Regions from separate parts of the Zea mays genome. Here region 2 is linked to region 1. Evidence: chromatin contacts called from public Hi-C data. All regions are on one chromosome and are shown on one strand. Each heading gives the region's core, a stretch centred on a gene start, on an enhancer-like site or on the middle of the called end of the contact. The rest is flanking DNA. Distances are from core to core; before and after follow the strand shown. Region 1 overlaps LOC103639340 (putative ribonuclease H protein At1g65750). Region 2 has its middle 56 kb from the start of LOC103639382.

Region 1 (7,641 bases), core at 3,388-5,887:
TATGTGTGGTGCTGGAATTGCTCCAGAAAGAAAATTGGAAGGTTAAGTTGTCCAAGTGTACATTTGCCACAAGATCCATTGCTTACCTCGGCCACATTATCAGTTATGCAGGAGTTCAAACAGACCCACATAAAGTGACTACTGTCCTCCATTGGCCCACTCCAAACAATGTCAAGGAACTGCGTAGTTTCCTCGGCCTCGCTGGTTACTATCGCAAATTCATCAAACACTTTGGCATTATTTCCAAGCCCCTAACTAATTTACTCCGGAAGAATACTATGTTCTGTTGGACACAAGAACATGAAGTGGCATTTCAGTGTCTCAAATCAGCCCTTAGTCAGGCCCTAGTTCTTGCTCTTCCCGATTTCTCTAAGCAGTTCATCTTGGAAACTGATGCTTGTGCCATGGGAATTAGAGCAGTGCTTATGCAAGCTGGACATCCACTCGCCTTTGTCAGTAAGGCGTTGGGCCCAAAGACCAGAGGTCTTTCCACTTACGAGAAGGAATATCTAGCTATCTTGATGGCCGTTGAGCACTGGCATTCCTATCTCCAGCAAGCCGAGTTTATCATCCACACTGATCAGCGTAGTTTGGTTCACCTCAACGAGCAACGACTCCATACACATTGGCAACAAAAGGTGTTCACCAAATTGTTGGGCCTACACTACTCCATTGTATACAAAAAAGGATCTGACAACCGCGTGGCTGATGCTTTATCCCGCCGTTCACACCATGAGGCATCCTGCTTAGCCATTTCAGTTTCTACCCCATCCTGGGTAGCCCGAGTGGTGGATTCATACAGCCAGGATGCTCATGCCACACAGTTGTTAGCCAAGCTGTCTTTCGACAATGACTTTGTACCCCACTTCTCCTTACAACAAGGGCTCCTCAGGTTTAAGAATCGCATTTGGATAGGTGACTGTGCACTGATAAAACAACAACTGGTAGAGGCTTTTCATCAGTCTCCTCTCGGGGGTCATTTTGGCGTTCTGGTTACTTACCGATGCCTCAAGCAAGATTTTGCTTGAAAGGGTATGCGATCTTTTGTTCAAGCCTGGGTTCAATCTTGCAGCATTTGCCAACAGGCAAAAACAGACCGCACTCGCAGTCCGGGACTCCTCCAGCCACTGGACATTCCTTCTGCAGCCTGGAACACCATTTCTATGGACTTCATAGAGGGATTACCCAAATCCTCCCGCTACAATTGTGTACTTGTGGTAGTTGACTTATTCACGAAGTATGCTCACTTTATTCCCCTGACACACCCATTTACAGCTGTTGGAGTTGCTCATGCCTTTTTCCACAATATATATAAGCTCCACAGGCTACCTGCTGCTATAGTATCTGACCGTGACAGGATATTTACCAGCAACTTTTGGCGCGAACTTTTTCAGTCAGCTGGTGTTAACCTCCACATGAGCAGTGCTTATCACCCCCAATCAGATGGGAAAACTGAACGTGTCAACCAGTGCTTGGAGACTTACCTTCGCTGCTTCGTAAATGCTTGTCCGAGTAAGTGGTCCAGTTGGCTCTCAGCAACTGAGTATTGGTATAATACTAGCTATCACTCTTCTATTGGTCGATCCCCGTTCAAGGCTCTATATGGATACCCACCAAAACACTTCGATCTTCGAAACCTGGACTCTTCTTCCACTGAATTGTCTGACTTTCTCCAGGAAAAGGCGGTCATCTCCGATCTGCTTCGTCAGCACCTCAGCAGAGCTAAGAATAGAATGAAATCTCAGGCCGACAAAAAATGTTCAAAGCAGGTGTTTCAGATTGGTGATATGGTCTTCTTAAAACTACAGCCTTATGTTCAGACATCTCTCCAACCACAGGCATCTCAGAAGTTGTCATTCCGTTACTTCGGACCTTACAAGGTGCTGGCTAAAATTGGTATTGTGGCGTATACTCTAGATCTGCCGGCGTCTGCTGCGATTCACCCCACATTCCATGTCTCACAATTGAAAAGAGCTCTACCACCAATGGCTCAGGTAACACCAGAGCTCCCTGATTCTACTGTTCACTCACAATTTCCAGTGGCTATCCTACAGCGACGCGTAGTCACCCGCGGACTCCGAGCAATACCCCAAGGATTGATCAGATGGTCATTACTGTCGATGTCTCTTGCCACCTGGGAAGACTTGGAGCCCTTGAAGCAACGCTTTCCATCAGCCCCATCTTGGGGACAAGCTGGTGCTAAAGGGGGGAAGATGTCAGCCACCAAGAGCACCAAACACATCCACAGATGGGAGCCGAAGGAAATCAAAGCACTGTCGAGCAGGAGACGAGGCCCAAAAGGCTGATCAAGCCCAACTCCCGCGTGACAAGCCCACAGTGGTCCAAGTAGTAGCCCTTGTACGCAGGGACACAATTTTATATATGCAATGCTGGAAACTCTGGAAAACTCATGAATGAAGATAAGAATAAACATTACTGTCCCACTGTATCTTCTTCTCCAAGCTTATCCTCTTCCTCCGCTCCTCCGTTCTCCCTTCTCGTCCACAGCTGGAAGCTAATAGAGAGCTTATACACATGTGAAGGATACTCACAATCTTAGAAGTCGGTAAGTTGCTTAACATACACCTCTTCCTTGATAGGGCCATTGAGGAAGGCACTCTTCACGTCCATTTTATACAACTTAAACCCATGGTAAGTAGCATAGGCAAGTAATGTATGAATTGACTCAAGCCTAGCTATAGGTGCATAGGTTTCATCAAAATCCAAACCTTTGACTTGTGAATATATTTTGGCAACAAGTCGGGCTTTGTTTCTAGTCACCAGATCATGCTCATCTTGTTTGTTATAGAATACCCACTTGGTACCTACAACATTTTGGTTAGGACGTGGAACTAAATGTCATACCTCATTCCTCGTGAAGTTAACCTAACTGTGCAGCAGTGAGAACAGAATCATAAATATTGTTAGGTCAAAGAATGTGATCATGGATACAACTTGCCTTTTTGGTGCGACTTCAAGTACTTCTCCAGGTTGGACTTCAGGTTCGTCATAACCTCGCTTTTCTATCGTAACAATACATAAAAAAGACAAGAAATAAATAAAAATCGTATTACACCAAACAAGGAAACAAACTGAGTAATACTATTCCACACGCTCCTACGAGATCGTAGGTTCGAGAACCACTAAAATTGGAGTTAAACGTGATAGTTATGAATTATGTAAGTTTTCTTATTAATTTTATGTCAAAAATCATTTTCTAGATTATTTTTATAATTATCCAAGGATTCTACGCTACGGATATGATTTCTAGAAAGCACAGGGACTTATGTGCTAAAAACAGGACCTACATGTACTCATCTTTGAGCTATGTGGGACGGTGCGCTTATTTTTAAAATGTCTAGGATCACTCTAATAAAATGTCCTCGGCTGAAGGGGTACCAATCCATCACAGTCGTCCAATCAGAACCAACGGTCCTGATTATATCTCCTTAACATCGAATCGGTACGCAGCGCCAGCCACACGATCTTCGGCCCTTAATCAACACGGTGAAGCGTTATGCCCTTGCATAATCCAAGCCGTTCATCTAGCATCCTATGGCTAGCTCTCCTCTTCCACTTTCGATACCACACCACGGCGCAGGACACTGGGCTCCTCTCGAGGGGTCGCCGGCGGGATGCAATCTTGGCGCTCACGTGCCCCTCCCACCACTCTGATAGATCCTATACGACACACAGAGCTAAGACTAGCTCCAACAAGGAGCTCTAAAGGGTCATGTACCCTAAATTTAGAGGACGAGGACGTCCTCTACTCCTTCCAGCAACGTTTTCTAAATAGTCCTCTAAATTTAGAGAACGCTGCTAGATCCTCTATACGTAGAGTTTCTCTAAACGGTTCTCTATCTATTTGAATACTTTAAACAACTGGTTTAATAAAACTAAAATATGTACAATACATTTGAGAGTATGACAAATACGTATATAAAAATTAAAAAATTAAAAATATCTTTAATATAAGTATTTACATATAGAGGACGTGATTTAGAGGACGTTGTTGGAGAGAAAGTAGATATAAGATAAAATCTTTTAGAGAACTGTAAATAACGGATATAGAGGATATATATAGAAGACGTTGCTGGAGACCGTCTAAGCGAGTCATCTGGGATAGAACTCACCAGCGGTGGTGTTACTACTGTTATGGGGAAGTCGGTCCATGGTACTTGGCAGCGTGGCGACACCCAAAAAATTCGGCGAGCAATCCATGGTTCCCGCACCCCAGAGCTCCATCGAACGATTCTTCATGGCTTGGCGAACCCCCTTGGTCACTTGTCCAGATTAGCACGGCGGTGCGGATGGATTTCGACTTTGGCGGATCTCTCACCTCCCTGCTCGCCCATGGCGAAGGCTCGAGGACTCGACTTAATCGTCCCTATGGCGATGCGATGGGAGGAAGCAAGGGAGTCACAGTCGCTATATACTCAGGAACAGAACCCAGATTGCCAATCGAATCCCAAAATCGTCGCCCAGGGATCGGCGAATCGAGACGAACTGATTTCGCGTTTGTTACTGTGAGTTAGTTGCGTCCCTCAGCGTGGAAGAAGCATCAGCCCAACGGTCCCCTGCGTCGGTGGAAGCAAGGATGCAGGTGAAAGGGTGTCTGGCGGAGTAGGTCCACACGTGAGCGAAGGGAAATCATGAGTTCGCGCGGCTTATTTGCTGGTTGACATCACTCATGCGTCATGATGATGCAATCTGCGTGAAGAGAATAAATAAAAGAAAAATTGGAGGTGTGGGGGAGAGAACGTGGGCTGGTGCCTAGTTCTGCTAGTGCTCAACCCTAAACCCTAAAAACAGGAGCAAAAGGGAGATGGGCACATATACAAGTAAGGTCTTTCTCTTTTCTTTTCTTTTTCCTGATTTCATTTTTGTTTCAAATTTTCAGTCTTCTATTCAAATTCAAACTCTAGTTTGAGTTCAACTTAAATGCACAAGTAAACACCAATATGAATGCAAGTATAATTTTATTTATCATTTATTTATTGTTTTATTCATTTATGCAAATGTTTTTTTTACATACACACAATAATATTTATATCAACATCAACATAGCCTTTGAGTCCCAAGCAAGTTGGGGTAGACTAGAGTTGAAACCCAAAAGATGTCACCAAAAGGGGAAAGAGAGAGAAAGGGGAGGAAAAAGCTTTTGAGAACACTAAAAGAAAAAAGCATAATCACGGTTCGAGCACGTAGATAACTTCTTTCCAAGCACTTTTATCCAAACACTGTTGGGATATTTCATTCCTTCAAGTCCCTTTTGATTGTCTCCTTCCATGTCAAGTTTGGTCGTCATCTACCTCTCTTCACATTATTGTCCAGTCGTATGATGCCTCTATACACCGGTGCCTCTATGGGTCTCCATTGGACATGTCCAAACCAACTCAACCGGTGTTGAATAAGCTTTTCTTTAATCATCCCAACCAGTGTTAAATATTTATTTAGAAAAAATTAATTTATAAGGTGTAGTATTTATTAAAATATACTCTAACCTACACTTTCTAGTGAATGTCTTTAAATATATTATTCAATAACTTAACCTATATAAGGATATTTTTATATTTTCTATCTTCCCTTTTTAAGTCCAAAAAAAGAGAATTCAAACTTAAGTTTAATCTATTTTAGAGAGTAACCTTGAAAGGAAAAAATTCTTATTAGTAATTATTAATCATTTTGATAGAATATTAATACTCCTAAAATAGAATTTTGGGTGTTACAAATTCTAAGGCTTAAAAATAATTTTGTCCATGCATGTAGAAAGCCTTGTTTATAGTTTAGCTTTTAGTTTCTAATTAGTTCAATGAATCAAAAGTTTTTTTAGCCTTTAATACTGGTTAGTTGGTGATAGAGATGGCAATGGGTACCCGCGACCCGATACCCGATGGGTATTTACTCCATTAGGGTATGTATGTGTGCTAAATATTCTACCCGTGGATATGTTATTGGGCAAAAATCTTCACCCAATGGGTAAACGGGTATTAGGACGTTCCGCCTTCACCCATACCTGTTAACCCGTGGGTATAAAATACCCAATATAAACTTAGCCAAGCATGAACTTAGACTTTAGTCATCCATCTTTTTTACTATTTAACAACCTTTTAGGCCATAATGTCATAGAAGGCTTAACGACAATTTAATGACCATGTAATGGAACATGTAATGTGCTATGTAATACTATCCTAGTGTTACTACTTTATCTAATTATCTTTGGTGTGTTGAATAGATGGTTAAATGAGACTAGAAACTTTGTATGGTCCTGTTTGTTTCGTTGGAATTGAATTCCAATTTAATAATTATAATTTAGACAAAACTAATTAAGTTCATATATTTATATATGTAATATATTTGTATATTATCTTAAATCATATGAGAGAGATAGTTATATACTACATTTATGTTATAGCAAGGCAAGTATAAGAGTGTGCTATAAGTTGTACATCGAAAAAATAGCATGTAAATCTATAGAATCAATTTCCACCTCTCACCCTTGAATTTGAGATAGGCTTATATGATAACTTTGGAAAGTGGTGGAATTTCACATTCTAAAAAATAACCTATTTCATTAGTAAGATTCCAATTCCTCAAAATGAAAGGAAACAAACGGGACCTAATGGTATTTAGATGAATATACTTGACATTTGTATAATATAATATTTTGATATATGTTTAATTTTTGTGGGTACGGGTGACCCGATGGGTGACCCATACCCACATGGGTATGGGTATGGAGGTAAATCCATACCCACCAGTGTATATGGGTGACCCGATAGAGTTATTTTTGTGTCATGGGTATGGGTATGGGGTAGTAATCCCGATGGGTATTTACCCATTGCCATCTCTAGTTGGTGATTAGAAAAAACATGAGCATCTTTTATGTCTGCAATCTGGACAAGCGGTTGAGCGTAAGGAAAAACAATTATTGAACAAAACTATGGCCGTATAGTCCGTTCAAGCTCCAGATAGTTCTAACATCAGAATTCTATATTATTCGCGATGACGCTGTCAAGCTCTGCCCAAAGCATCCACCCGTATACATGCGAGAAGATTCTGTACCTTCCAAAGAATAATCCATCTCTCACACTGTACAGATCTAAAATGCACGAAATCTGGTGGAGATGGGCATCTGCGTATGTGGTCGTTCTTGCTTAGCTTATATCCATGGCTTCACCATCAAGTTTTAAGTTGTACTCCAGTCCACATTGGCATTTGACAGGATCCAAAATCCCCTGAATGGAGGAATTGAAGTTCACATGTTAAAATTGCTAAGAGTTGCACGAAGTATGGCCATGAGAAAAGCAAAATGAATAATTCCTAATGGTATAGTCATGATGTGGCATCCAAACTGAACAGCACGAGCAAAGTACCTTCATCCCATTAATTGTTTCATCAAGAGACTGGAAGTACTCAACTTCCCCCGATTTATCACCTTGCAGAGCTTTGTATTCCTCCTCCAATGACTTCATATCCATCTGCTGTAGTGCAGCCTGCAAGGACCAGATGACAATGCATATAGGAAGAATTTAACATGATCAATGTTTAAACATGAGCAATGAAATTACGGGAAAACCAGGAATTATGTTTTTCTCTTGCTCCAGAATCTGCTTGATCTGCAAAAGTATATTCATGTCT
Region 2 (7,641 bases), core at 3,413-5,912, 330 kb after region 1:
AAGGTTGGTTCGATAGAGATGTAAGTCAAGATACCAAAAGGAATCACTTCGATCCTCATCTTACTCAACTCGTCACATAGGGTATTGATGCGAGAATCCATCACCATACAATTGCATTGTGACTTTCGACTTAGGGCATCTGCTACCACATTGGCCTTCCCAGGGTGGTAATGCACTTCCAAGGCATAGTCCTTGATCCATTCCAGCCATCTTCTCTGTCTCATGTTGAGGTCAGCCTGAGTAAAGATGTACTTGAGGCTCTTGTGATCTGTATAGATGTTGTAGCGAGCTCCCATCAAGTAATGCCTCCACATTTTTCCAACTCTAAGTCACGAGTAGGATAATTTTTCTCATGAGGTCTGAGTGCTCTTGATGCGTAGGCAATGACTCGGTTGTCTTGCATTAAAACACAACCCAGCCCAGTGCTAGAGGCATCACAATACACGTCAAACGTCTTGTTGTTAGGTTGCGCCAACACAGGTGCTATGGTCAGATGTTGCCTCAAGGTGTGAAAAGCATCTTCACATTTCTGACCCCACTTAAACTTTGCTCCCTTCTTCAATAGTTCTGTCATGGGCTTAGCAATTCGGGAGAAATCCAGAATGAATCACCGATAATACCCGGCCAACCCCAGAAAACTCTGAATCTAACGGACAATGGTGTGTGGCTTCCAATTCATCACCTCTTGCAATTTATCAACTTCTATTCTGTAACACCCCGTCCAATCCCTGGATCAGCGGTACTTACTCCTGACAGCTCTATAGGATCATATATCGTCCCCACAGACCAACACGAGTCCTTTGTGCGCACTTTGTCCTCACTCATGCGCACCCGAGAAAACTTCCCAGATGGTCACCCATCCCAAATTGCTCCAAGTCAGGCACGCTTAACTTGGAGGTTCTTTCGAGATAGGCTTCCGAAAAAGAAGATGCACCTTGTTGGTATGGATATGATCAACACGTCGATACGAGATCGTAAGTTTGAGAACCACTAAAATCGGAGTTACGGTAATAAGGATATGATTCTCTGAATCTTTATGTGATTTAATAGTGATACTATATATATTCTATGTAGTTCAATATAATTCATGTGAGACAAAACTACAAAATAGATAATTAAACTTCAACTAAGTTATAACTTGGCCAGAGGTCATCTTTTAGTCAAAGCCCAATTATGGTTGAAAAGCATTGTATTTACTCTTAATTAGAAAAGTAATTCGAAAGGGGCCTAGGCTAAACTTATCATTTAATTACATCTGAGAACATGATGAAATAATGTTGTTTAATGTGTATGCAACTGGAATGGATCAATTCAGAGTAAAATGGATAAGTTATGATTTATTTAAGTTTATGAAATTATTCTTATGCTAAAATTTGATTTTTGGTTTTAAATTTATATTTTTTATGAACACCAGACTATGGGTCCTATTCTGAAGAAGCCTAGGGACTCATGTGCTAAAAATTGGACCTATATGCATTGTTATTTGAACTGTGTGTGACGGCAGGTTTATATTCATAAAACATGGGGCTCTTTTGTAAGATTGTTGGCCAAAGGGTTATGGACCATTCTAATCCATTGGATCTCGAACCAACGACGTGTTTGGTTTGCAGGTTGGACTGCTTCCGGAGTCATCCGGACCTACATCCGAGCCTACATTATCATTTGGTTTGTATCGCGGAACGATGTCGTCTATCACTGCGTTGTTCTAATAATATACTAACACATGGGATCAGCTCACTCCGCAAGAAAGTGCAAGACCGCTCCATGCGGAGCCAGGCCACGATGGATGAGCCAAACCATCAAATCAAACACGCTGCAAATGCCTAGATTACAACTCCCACAATTCCAACAGGTACACAGTTGTATCCATAGGACCAAAAATCTACGGTTGTGATTTGGTATTTCCCAGATCTAACCCCGATTGTTCGCCTGTCGATCAACGGTTGCGATGAGCCCTGGTCAAACTAGTAGCATGCGCTAATCAGGACCCTAGATTCAACCATCCATGGCCCATAGAGGTACGCCATCACTCCTTTCCCCCATGATAACCAACAGCGGCGCAAGCACCCAGCACAGCGGAGGCCCATCGGTGACATACAATCTCATCACCGCTGCATGCCAAACACGACAAAAACTGGTGCTACACCTAAAGGATTCTATGGCAGACAACATGGTAAGGGTCTTATCTGTGGCACAACAGCGGTGATGCCCACCCACGGTGGCAAGAGATTTGGCGGGGAAGCTCTAACCTCGGTGAGCAAATCCTGATCCCCAAACGTGTGCTCCTCTATGATTCCAGATATGGTGCAGCGTGGAGACGAAGGCGAAGGTTCAGAGGGAGTCTTACCGGAGTTATACAAGCACAGAGGCCTGCACCCGCGTCGAGGGTGGATCTTCGATGGAGGAATTGGTATGACAAACAATCCTCGTTGCTCTGGTCGATCACCTCCCTCAATGGCACCACGGTTAGCCTTGCTGCCCTCAATCAAGGCACCCAGGATCCCTAGTCGGGGCTTGGTCGACACTGGCCGCCTAATTTCATGGCCGTGGCTCTAATCTCTCTCTCTTTCCTTCACGAAGCGGAGCACTTAGCGTCGGCGGTGTTTGGCTGGGAACCCATGTCACACCCGGATTTTAGGAGTCCAAAACCCGAGCGTGAAATAATCACCAAGTGTGCTAGTATCAAGTATCACACATACAATGATAAATGGTACAGAAACAAATGTCACATCTTTACTACATAATAGAAGTTTTGTACAAAATAGTTAAACAATTACATCATACGAAGACAAAGATCGAGCAACCAAAGTTGACTAGGAGACGACAGCCTAGACCTCTCACCATCTCATCGCAGCATCCTCCATGCGCCTCATCCTGTGGTACCTGTTTTTGACCTGGAGGATGTGAGTACAACAAGGGTGGGCTCACATACGTTCATCACTCAACAAGTTGTGGGGAATAATGTGCATGAACTCACCAAAGGTGGGAGTCCATGTGAAGTGTAAGACTTATCAAAGGGGATGGTTAAAGCTGAACATTGCTTTTAAAGTTGGTCAAAATTTTATTAGCAGTTACTAGGTATAAGTAGATACCAACCCAATTAAATAAGAGATCAAGATTAATAACAACACCCACAATGCAATGTAAATAACAAATTGAGTTTAATTCCATAAGTTAATCATGTGAGCGTCCGAGCCGCTCATGACCGTGAGCATGGCAAATATACCATTTTACATTCTGTAGAGGTTGCACATCTTTACCCACAAGTCATGTTACCCATTTGCCACAGAGTTGTACGGACCCCATACACATCTACCAAGGAAGCGAGGCAGGGTAGCACTACGAGGCCTTTCCAAAGTTCCACTAGTTCGAGAAAACCTGCTACGGATTTAGGAAGAAGGAAGCATAGAAATCCCTCATCTAAAAACCTTTACAGACAGTTCGACCCGAGGACCTCCCTATACTCTGTAGCGACGCCTCCCCGCTTGCCCCTAACCAGGTAAGGTAATCTCTCCCTAGCTTTCCTAATTACTTGGTCAAGGGCGTCCCATTCCACCCTTGTGGTAGCACTGTTGTCCCGGGTGATTCTCCATGTTCTAATTAACAATATGATATTATCGTGAACAATAATTAAACAACAACATAATAGGAACAAGATCATAATAAAATATTAGTTTCCCAAAACCAGGTAGAACAATAGCAAATCTACCCAATAGTTCATCTGTTTGCAAGGTGGGGGATAAACAAAGCTAGGGAAACCTATTAGGTCCCATCAAATTAACCTAAGCATGTCAGAGTGATTAACAGCGAACATTATTAGGTAAAAAGGAGTGATCAAGGGCACAACTTGCCTGAGACTCAAGATTCCTAGGTACCAACTTGCTCTTCAAGTGACTCGTAACCTCGCTGCTAATCATAGCAATACAAACAAACATGGTATAGGAAAGTTAACATCACACCAAACATAATAACATACTACATAATGATATTTTATGCATCGTAATGAGATCGTAGGTTCGAGAACCGCTAAATTCGGAGTTACGGTGAACGAGTTATGATTTTCCAAAGATTTAAATGTTGGGTACAAAAGATATTAAAGTGCATAATTTTAACTTATGTTTCATAACAAAATAAAGTTTCTAGATGATAAACAATAGTTATATGAATCTAATGCAACTGGAATGAATACAAAAGGAGTTAAAATGGAGGAGTTATGAATTTTCCTATCTTTGGTCAACTAAAATCATTTTATATATTAGTTTTCTTAATTGCCTTCTATGTTTGTACTGCGCGCACTAATGTTCTAAAGATCAGGGGCTTTTGTGAAAATGTTAGGACTGATCTGTATGATTCCTTACACTAGCATGGATGGCGGGTCGATTTCTTAATTTTGAGGGGGCCTCTTTGATAACTTTACCATAACTTATGACTGCGGAGTGCTCTGGTTCGCCCGATTGTAATCTGGCAGCCCTGATTAAATCGGCTGGATTATGAAACGGTATCACATTACAGCCACCCGATCCCGGATCTACCTCACGGATTTAATGAAGCTTGATTCCCTCTGGATCGCTCGATTCCGCATCTACAGCCCAGACATCATCAGGGTGAGATCTAGTCCGATCCATTCATAGACCGATCTATGGTTAGGATTGCACCAAGGTACAATGCCAACGCCTATCTAATCTGAGCCAAAGGATCGGGAGTCAATGGTATCCGGCTCATCCCCTTCCTCCTACGTTCAGACACGGTGGCGGTCCAGCCCCACGGTGGAGCACACACTGAATCACCGATGCCTAATCCTTTCACGCTATGGTGCCTAACGGACTACTCGATTCGGTGCTAAACAATCCTAAGGATGCCATGAATTCTGGGAGGGGCTGATTACCGCGGATTGGACAGGGAGTGCCCCTAGCCACACGAGCAGCAAAGCCGCGGCGACGATCTTCCTCCGGCGAAGAATTCCCGAGCCCAATGTCGCTTGTTCTGCACGTACGGCGAGGTCGCCACTATTTTCCTTGCGAACTGGTGGAGCTCCTCGGCTTGACCCTAAGGCCACGCCGCCACGGCAACGACGAAGACACGAGGGCAAGGGCGCGGCCTACTTCGTCGTGTCTTTCCTTGTGGCTATCACGTCTTTGCGAGGTGCATGAGAGCTCCGTTAAATATGCCCATGCAATAAACCTAATTGGTCCCAGCTGGCCGCCCGGGTTGTTACGGGGTTCAAGGAGCAACCCCCCGCGCGCGCCGGATGCGGCGGCGCCAGGTTCGACGTTTGTTATGTGAGGGACAAGAGAGGTATGACAAGCTGGGTCCACATGGCAGAGGGGACAGGCAGTGGATGCGGCTGGCTGGATGATAACGAGACCCGCAGGTCGGTGCGATGAACCAAGGGCGAGGAACTGATGGCACGAGACCACCGCCCATTGGGCCAGTCGTGCGGATGGAGGCTGACGCCCCAGGCCCTTGTGGCGGTAACTCGAAAAGGAGAAGCGCGGGTGCAGGGGGAGGGAACGGAGCGGGCCGCGCGGTGGGAGTGGGCTGCCTTAGTTGGGCCTCAGGCTAGGATTTGGGCCCAAAGTCTGGTTTCTTACTATTTTTTTTCTTTCTTTTCTCATTTCTATTTTTATTTTCCATTTCATATTTTCAAATTCGAATTTGATTCAAGTTTAAACCTCAAATTTTGAAAATGCATCATACTAGGGTTTCAACATGTTTTTGCAGAAGTATTCCATTTATTTTTACTGTATTTATTTATTTATTAATATTTTAAACTACAAAGTTAATGAAAGGAATATCCCACTTGTTTTAACACACATGAAAAATCTTCTTGTTATTATATATCTAAATCATATGTTTCTACTACTATTACATAATTTTATACTAAAGGGTAGTTTTATCTCAACCTATCTAGAGAATATCTCCAATTATTTTATCCAAAAGAAGAGTTTAACTCATAATTCTTCTATATATAATCCAATCCAAATATAATTTAATTTCTAAGTATCTTTTATTTTAGTCCTTTATTTAGAAAATATATTCATTTTGGGACATTTTTAATTATAAATTCTAAAGTAGAATTTTGGGTGTTACAACCCAGCACACGAACGACGTTGGTCTTTTATAGCCATGGCACGCGGAGACCCAGGAAGGTTTCCCCATAGCACGCAACCGAATTCAGGTACGCCAGTTGCGACTGATTTCTCGGCGACGGGAGTTTGTTGTTCCTGGGGGATGAACTTTGCTGACGACTAGGTCCCACTCGCAAGCTACTTCGGTGTGGAAGAAGGGCTGGCCGCAGGGTCTGACGCGAGAGGCCCACCTATCAGCGCCACCGCGCGCGCGACTGGGCTGGATCGGCCGAGCAGCAGCTTTGGACCCAACGCGAGGTTTGTTTTCTTTTTTTGTTTTTCTTTTCTGGTTTCTTTTCTTCTTATATCTAACTCCTTTTTGTTTATTTTATCTGTATATATGTATGTATGTATGTATGTATGTATATAGTTTCCAATTATGGTTTTGGATTCAACTAAAGTGTTCTACCAATATACTTAGTGCAACACACCAAATAAGATCCATAATGAAATGCATATTATTTAGTTAACGTCCTAGTCATGTGGATCTACATATGATAATGATACAAATAATTAGGGAGATTTCCATAGTGTATGATTACTCATCTCTCTCCTCCCCTAAATCTAGACTTTAGGTATTACAAATCCTACCCCCCCCCTTAAAGGAATCTCGACCACGAGATTAAGACAAACTAGGAAAGAGATGGGAGAATTCTACTCACAATTTATCTTCTCGCTGCTATGTGGCTTCATCTTCCGCATGATGACTCCATTGTACTTTGCACATTCTAACCACCTTGTTTCTCGTAACTCGGGTCAAGGTATCGATATCTTGACAGGATACTTGGTGTAGGTCAGATCACCCAACACACTAAGTTCTTCCATTGATAACTGTTTCTCTGGAACATGAAGACATTTCTTTAGCTAGGACACATGAAACACATCATGTACGTCTGACAGATGATTTGGTAATTCAAGTTGGTAGGCCATCTCCCCAACTCGCTTTAGGATTTTGAAGAGTCCAATAAAGCGAGGGGACAACTTCCCTTTGACTTTAAACCTCCTCATACCCCGAATTGGTGATACCTTTAGGTACACGTGATCACTTTCCACAAACTCAAGTTGTCTCCTTTGGGTATCCGCATAGCTTTTCTGCCTCGATTGTGCTATCCTCAAGTTATCCCTGATCATTTGAACCTATTCTTCAGCTTCTTGAATAATTTCTTGTCCGAAGGACTGTCTCTCACCAATCTGATCCCAATACAAAGGGGTCCTACACTTTATTCCATATAATGCTTCAAATAGGGACATCTTCAAACTGGCTTGATAATTGTTATTATAAGAAAATTCTGCGTAGGGTAAACTCTTGTCCCAACTGCCACCATACTTAAGAGCACAAGCTCTCAACATATCCTCTAGAACTTGGTTGCTTCTCTCGGTATGCCCATCAGTTTGGGGGTGGTAGGCTGAGCTGAAGTTCAGTTTCATGTCCATGCACTCATGTAAATTGTGCCAAAATCGCAAATTGAACTGTGATCCTCTGTCAGACACGATCTTCTTAGGTACTCCATGT

The links. Hi-C and Micro-C count contacts between places; a contact is called where the count stands out from the background.
Region 2: a contact with region 1 is called in a Hi-C map of leaf, with 6 times the contacts expected there. The contact joins two enhancer-like sites. A contact is called at or near these places in 2 of 25 Hi-C or Micro-C datasets (ear and leaf).

What each region holds. Positions count from the first base shown.
Region 1 is chr1:147,847,759-147,855,399 of Zm-B73-REFERENCE-NAM-5.0, forward strand. LOC103639340 (putative ribonuclease H protein At1g65750) reads right to left here. Exons shown (of 12, transcript XR_559390.4): 10 at 7,580-7,619; 11 at 7,377-7,496; 12 at 6,909-7,238. Among protein-coding and RNA genes, the nearest start is that of LOC103639340, 34 kb to the right of the region's middle. Within about 2 kb of position 4,638, at least 19 of the 20 cell types and tissues checked have an H3K27ac peak or open chromatin away from gene starts, as enhancers often do. A contact at or near this core is called in ear and leaf, where this site is marked.
Region 2 is chr1:148,178,334-148,185,974 of Zm-B73-REFERENCE-NAM-5.0, forward strand. No RefSeq gene overlaps it. Among protein-coding and RNA genes, the nearest start is that of LOC103639382, 56 kb to the right of the region's middle. Within about 2 kb of position 4,663, at least 17 of the 20 cell types and tissues checked have an H3K27ac peak or open chromatin away from gene starts, as enhancers often do. A contact at or near this core is called in ear and leaf, where this site is marked.